Linked DNA regions of Oryctolagus cuniculus: region 1 is linked to region 2. Evidence: chromatin contacts called from public Micro-C data. All regions are on one chromosome and are shown on one strand. The core of a region is the stretch at or near the end of the contact, and the rest is flanking DNA. Distances in the headings are between cores, read along the strand shown.

What was found. Hi-C and Micro-C count contacts between places; a contact is called where the count stands out from the background.
Region 1: a contact with region 2 is called in a Micro-C map of ear pinna, with 4 times the contacts expected there. The contact joins the promoter of ASB8 here to the promoter of HDAC7 in region 2. A contact is called at or near these places in 2 of 6 Hi-C or Micro-C datasets (ear pinna and skin fibroblasts).

What each region holds. Positions count from the first base shown.
Region 1 is chr9:137,714,574-137,717,333 of mOryCun1.1, forward strand. ASB8 (ankyrin repeat and SOCS box containing 8) reads right to left here and starts at 1,445. Exons shown (of 4, transcript XM_002723441.5): 1 at 1,293-1,445; 2 at 1-63. The coding sequence starts at 20.
Region 2 is chr9:137,468,522-137,471,221 of mOryCun1.1, forward strand. HDAC7 (histone deacetylase 7) reads right to left here and starts at 1,257. Exons shown (of 26, transcript XM_051850417.2): 1 at 1,062-1,257. The coding sequence starts at 1,240.

The sequences.
Region 1 (2,760 bases), core at 195-2,694, 250 kb after region 2:
CTCTGCATGATGTACCACATACTGGACTCACTGGGCCCCGAGTGTTCACATGCTCCACAGCACCTGAACAAAGAGGTCGCAGGGGCACACAGGGACACCGCTGAGCGCCTCCGCCCTTGGGAGGCCTTCCCCAGACCTGGAGATTTCAGATCTGGACGCAGAGCGGATGACAGGAGCTGACAGGACCCTGCTCAACTCTGACCCAGTCCACACGAGGACCCCTGAGGAGCTGTGTGGTTTTCAAACAAGACAAGGCTGCCGGCGCCAGAATACACTCCTTCCCTGTGGATCTCTGCAGTCTCTGCGCTCGGCTCCCCTCAGGTAACTGCAGCTCACTCATGCGCCCCTTTCCCCCCCCCGGGAGCTGGAAGCAGCGGGAAGGCCGGGGTCTGGCCAGCAGAGAACTCCAGAGTGCAGGTGTTTCACAAACACTGGCTTCTGCTAAGGGTATGGCAGCGAAGACAGGCAAAAAGGCTACGGGACAGCACATCCATGTTCATGATAAGGCATCTGTGAAATATTGTTAAATGTCTTCAGCAGAGAAAAGAGTGGGAATACTTGTGGCACATCCTAAGATAAGGAAGAAAGCAAAAAGTGTAGCTACTCTGAAATCATCTAAAGTTGTAAAAACAAAGCAAAGCTCAACAGCACTGAAGGAGCGTTTTGTTTCTAACGAGCGAGACTTAAAGCGAATTAATAACTAACAATTGGCTATTCGCGACAACTAAGGAATAGATTTGGGCAAACGTATCTTAAAACGACAACATGACAGTAGGAAGCTGGAAAAAGAAACTAAATGCAATCGCGGAAAATGCGTTTTATGAGAAACACACTGATCTCGATTTTTCTGTTCTGCAGCAAAATCTACTCTTCCAGCTTGTTAAACACGTCTGCACAGGACCGAGTGTGACGGCAGGATAAGGCGCAGCTGGAGAGACCCCCTATCGGAGCAACCCGAGTTCTGCTGGAACGGAGACAGACATCCCGTACGCGGCGAGCCGTGGGTGGACACACGACGAGACCACCGACGCTCCAAGAAAGCCGCGACCCGCCCTCCGGGGCCTCGTCCCCCTGCTGCCCTTCGCTCCGGCCGCGAAGCCCAAAGCCGAGCGAAGGCGGGGGTGGGGGTGCCCGGCCACTTGGTGCACCTGCTCGGGAGGCTCCCGGCCCAAAACGCGTGGCGGCCTCGACGGTCCGCAGACCTCAAGCGGGAGTGGTGGACACGTTCTTGGGCGCGGAGCCTCGGGCTGGGGCCCGGCTGCAGACCCTCCCGTAACAAGGGCCGCACTCACCGGACCCGGGCCTAGGTGGTTCCCGACAGCCGCTTTCAAGCGTGACCCGGAAGTAGAAGTGTCACCAGCGACCCCTGTTTACGGGACTAGGCTGACTGGGACGTGCGCCTGCGCACTGGCAGTCGTGGGGAAATCTGCGGGCTGCGCCTGCGCAAAATCAATCCCGTGAGACTCCGGACCAGCGTCTCTGCGCAGGCGTGCTTGTGGCGGTCCGCGGCTGCGCGTGCGTGGTCCAAGGATGCGTGCTTCCGGCCTGTGGTGGCTGCGCCCGCCAGCCCTCTCCTCGGCGCTGGATCGCCATCGGAGGTGGTGCCTGGGTTATGGCCGGCCACCTCCGGGTGCTCCCGAACGCCGCTGTCTCCTGGGAGTCACCAGAGCCCTCCGGCGCCCACCCGCGCTCAGCCGGGGTCCGGGTGAGAAGAACGGAGCCGTGCGGCGAGGCGAGAGGACAGGCTTTTTAAATGGGTTCTCGCCGGTTGCCAATACTGGCACTTTTTTTTTTTTTTTTTTTTTTTTAATTAGCACTTGAAGGGGTCGGCGCCGTGGCGCACTAGGTTAATTCTCCGCCTGCGGCGCGGGCATCCCTTATGGGCGCCGAGTTCTAGTCCCGGCTGCCCCTCTTCCACTCCAGCTCTCTGCTGTGGCCCGGGAGGGCAGTGGAGGATGGCCCAGGTGTTTGGGCTCCTGAACCTGCATGGGAGACCAGGAGGAAAAGCCTGGCACTTTAAAATCTGGGCCCCGCGCGGCCTCCGCGGCCAGTCTTGCAGACGTCGCAGCCCGGGAAGCGCTCTGCCGGGGCTCCACGCCGCGCCTTCCCGGAGGCCGCGCTGGCTGGATTCGGTGGCCGATGGGATTAGCCGAGGCGTGCTCCACACCCGACCTCTCAAGCTAGTCCAGGGTCTTTGTCCGCATTCCGCGAGTGGAAACTTAGTTTCTGTCATTGCTTGTGAACCAGGAGCTAGTATTAGGGCCCTAAAAACTCCAGACTTCAGGGGCACTTGGCCTAGCCCCTGGTTTCAAGTCCAGCTCCAGTTCCCAGCTGTGGCTCCTGCTGATGGCTCGAGTGGGTGTGTCCCTGCCACCCACACGGGAGACCCCGGTGCTTCAGCCTTCACAGCATTTGAGGAGTGAATCCGTGGATGAGGTCTCTCTTTTTTCCCTGCTTCTTGAATAATTTAAGTGGAGAATGTGTTCTGGGAACCTAAAGTTCCAAGGCTTGAGGCAGAATTGTCAGAAACTGCATTTCAGGAGGCCACGAGTCCCCTTCTCCACGGATCCAGCAGGGGGTGCTCACCTGGCCCACCCGTCGCTCTCAAAGTGGAGCACTAACTTCATCCAGCTGACCTACGAAGAGTGTGGTGACGGCCCTGCCGGCCCTCGTCTTGTGAAATCGCGCTTTGGTGGGTGCACTGCTCTGAGAACCCACTACACAGCGGGAGGAGGTTGCCGCCTGTTACTCAGAGCTGAA
Region 2 (2,700 bases), core at 7-2,506:
GGAGCAATGGCTGGCCAGCTCAGGCCAAGCAGCGGCCGCGGGGAAGCCAACAGGGCTGCTGGAGGCCTCCAGGCCCTACCGGGCTCCGTCCCAGCCCCAGGCCTAGCAACCCGACGGAGAGAACCCAGCTGCCAGATCCGCACCCGCCCTCACTCTCCCCAGCACCCACAGACCCTGCGGTGTGTGGGGGGGCGCTTCCTGTCCCCACCCCTCAGTCCACAGCCTGGGCCGCACCTTCCTGCGCTCCTGCACCGCCTTCCTCAGCTCACCTGGACACAGGTGTCTCTTCAGGCCAGTGGGCGAGCAAGAGCGCGGGCCCACGCCCCAGAGCCCTCCCCGCCCCCAGCCCGGGACCCTCTGGGGCACGGCTCTCCCCACCCAAGGATGCGAGCAGGCCCCGCCCGGCTCCGCGGGATGCGGCACTGGGCTCCGGCCCCAGCTCGGCGGGTCCTGCCCTGAACCCGCGCGCTGCCCACCTCCCGCCACGGCACCGCCCTCCGGGAACCGCGGCCCGCGGCGCGAGCTCGCAGCCCCTCCCTCGGCCGCCGCCGCCGCCGCCGCCGCCGCCGCCGCCAGGGCGGGCGGATGTGGGTGCCGGGGAGGCCTGCGTCCCGGGGACGCAGCACCGGCCCGGCGGCAGCAGCCGGAGCCCGGCGGGGTGCGGGCCGGGGGCGCAGTCGCGGGAGCGCCGGGCCCGGTACTCACCCGCGGGCCGTGCGTCGGGCCAGGCGCTCAGAGCGGGGGTCGCATGGCGGGCGGGGCCAGACGCCGAGGCCGCGGCGACGGGAGGCGCGAGCAGGGAGGGCGCCGGCGGGCGGGCCCTGGCAGCCGGCGGCCGGGCGCGGTGACAATGGAAGGAAGCGCTTTATCTGCGGCTGCGAGCGCGAGGGGAGGGGCGGCCCGGGACGCTCCGGCCCGCGCGGTCCCGGAAACCCGCGCCCGCGCGGCGCCGCCCCACGCGCCCTGCACCCTGGGCCCGCGCGCCGGTCACGCGCGCCCCCTGCGCCCTGGGCCTCGCGTCCCGTGCACCCCGGCCCGCGCGCCCCCTGCGGGTTGCCTACCCCGCGGGTCTCTCCGTGCAGGGCTGGCGGCGCGCGCGGAGCCCATGGCCGGGCGCGGGGTCCACCGGGCTCCCACGCGCGCGCCCGGCCTCGGAAGAGTGGCCTGGGCAGATCTGAATCACTGCCCAGCTTCCCCACCGCCACGGCACCCCAGCCTGCTGAGGAGAGCAAGGGCCCATCCTGTTCCCATTAGAAGGGGTGGGGGTGGTTCGCGCTCTGAAAGTTTCCTTTTTTTTTTTTTTTTTTTTTTTTTAAGGAAATTTCTCCAGGGATTTCCTTGCCTCCCCCTCGCCCGCCCTCCCCTCCCGGTCCCTATGAGTCAAACTCCAGCAATGCGCCCAGTGTCCCCCAGTGCATTACAGCGGATCACAGAAATGTTCCAGTCTGATGGTCGGAATGCAGCCGCCTCCAGCCCTCCCTGGCTAATAAACTCGGCCCTTCCCGCCTCCCCCACGCTCCTCCCTGCTACAGAGAAGTCAGATCCAGGGGTCAAGGGCTAGGGAACTGCCACTGCCCCTCCTGGGGCAGGCTGACAGCCTGGTCAGCTGTCAGTCATCAGTGGGGGTCCCGGGGACCCCCGCCCTCCTATGACCAGAGACGCCACCCCCTGGAAGGCAGGGAGCAGCCTCCAGGGACCCTATTCTGCCTCCCAGCCAATGTCTCTAGGAGAGACTGAGGCGGATCCGATGGCAAGCGTCCTCCCCAGTGGGCTAGGAGGGCAAGGCCGGCCGAGAGCGCTCGGACACCTGGCCCCGGCCTCACCATCTGCCACTCCCTGGGTACTTCCTGGGTACCCTCTTCAGTTCCCTCCCTGGTGCCTCTGCAGCTAACAGGGTCCACAGCCTCCTCTCCCAGCTCTGAGGCCTTCCTCCCACACAGGCCGGTGCAGGGCCCTGCCCACAGCCCACGCCCACCCCCACGCCCACATGGGCTCGCTCAGCAGCTCCCCAGTCCCCCTCGGCTCTCCCCCAGAGGCTGGGCCTACACCAGGATGCTTTTCTGGCTCCCGGGCCAGAACACTCATGGGAGAACCTCACACCACAGGTCACACACTCCATGTGGGCTATGAGGGTCACGGACCTCCTGGTTGGCCCCACTGCCCCAAGAAGTGACCTCAGAGCAGGTCACCCCTTCCCAAAAGCTGCTAGGTTACTGCAGCCTCTCGCCGGCTACCCACCACCCCGGCACTCCCGTGCTGTGTCCACACCGTGCCCAGCCTCCGTGTGCATCTCCTTTTTCCTCTGAACCTGGGCAGTGAGGGGCCCCGGGGGCCTGTTGGACTCGCTGCCCCTGTACAGGCAGAGAGAAGTGCATACGGGCCTTCAGCCAGGAACCCCCGTCCACCGCAGGTCCTCCACGAGTCTGCAGGCCACAGGCTCCCTGCTAGAGACACGGAGTGCGGGCCACCTCTCCTGCCTGCACCCTGGGTACCTGGGGAGCCCCGCTGGACACCCTGCCAAGAGTTGGGCCCAAGGGACCTGCCCCAGCTTCGAGAGCCCGCCCGGAAAAGGTGCCAGGGCACCCCTAGGAGTTCCAGGCCCGCTGACTTCCACTGCCTCCTTTGCCTCTTCCTCCTGCAGCTGGCTGCCCAGTACCCAGTGTGTATGTCCCACTGCCCCGCGCTGTCCCCTGGACACAC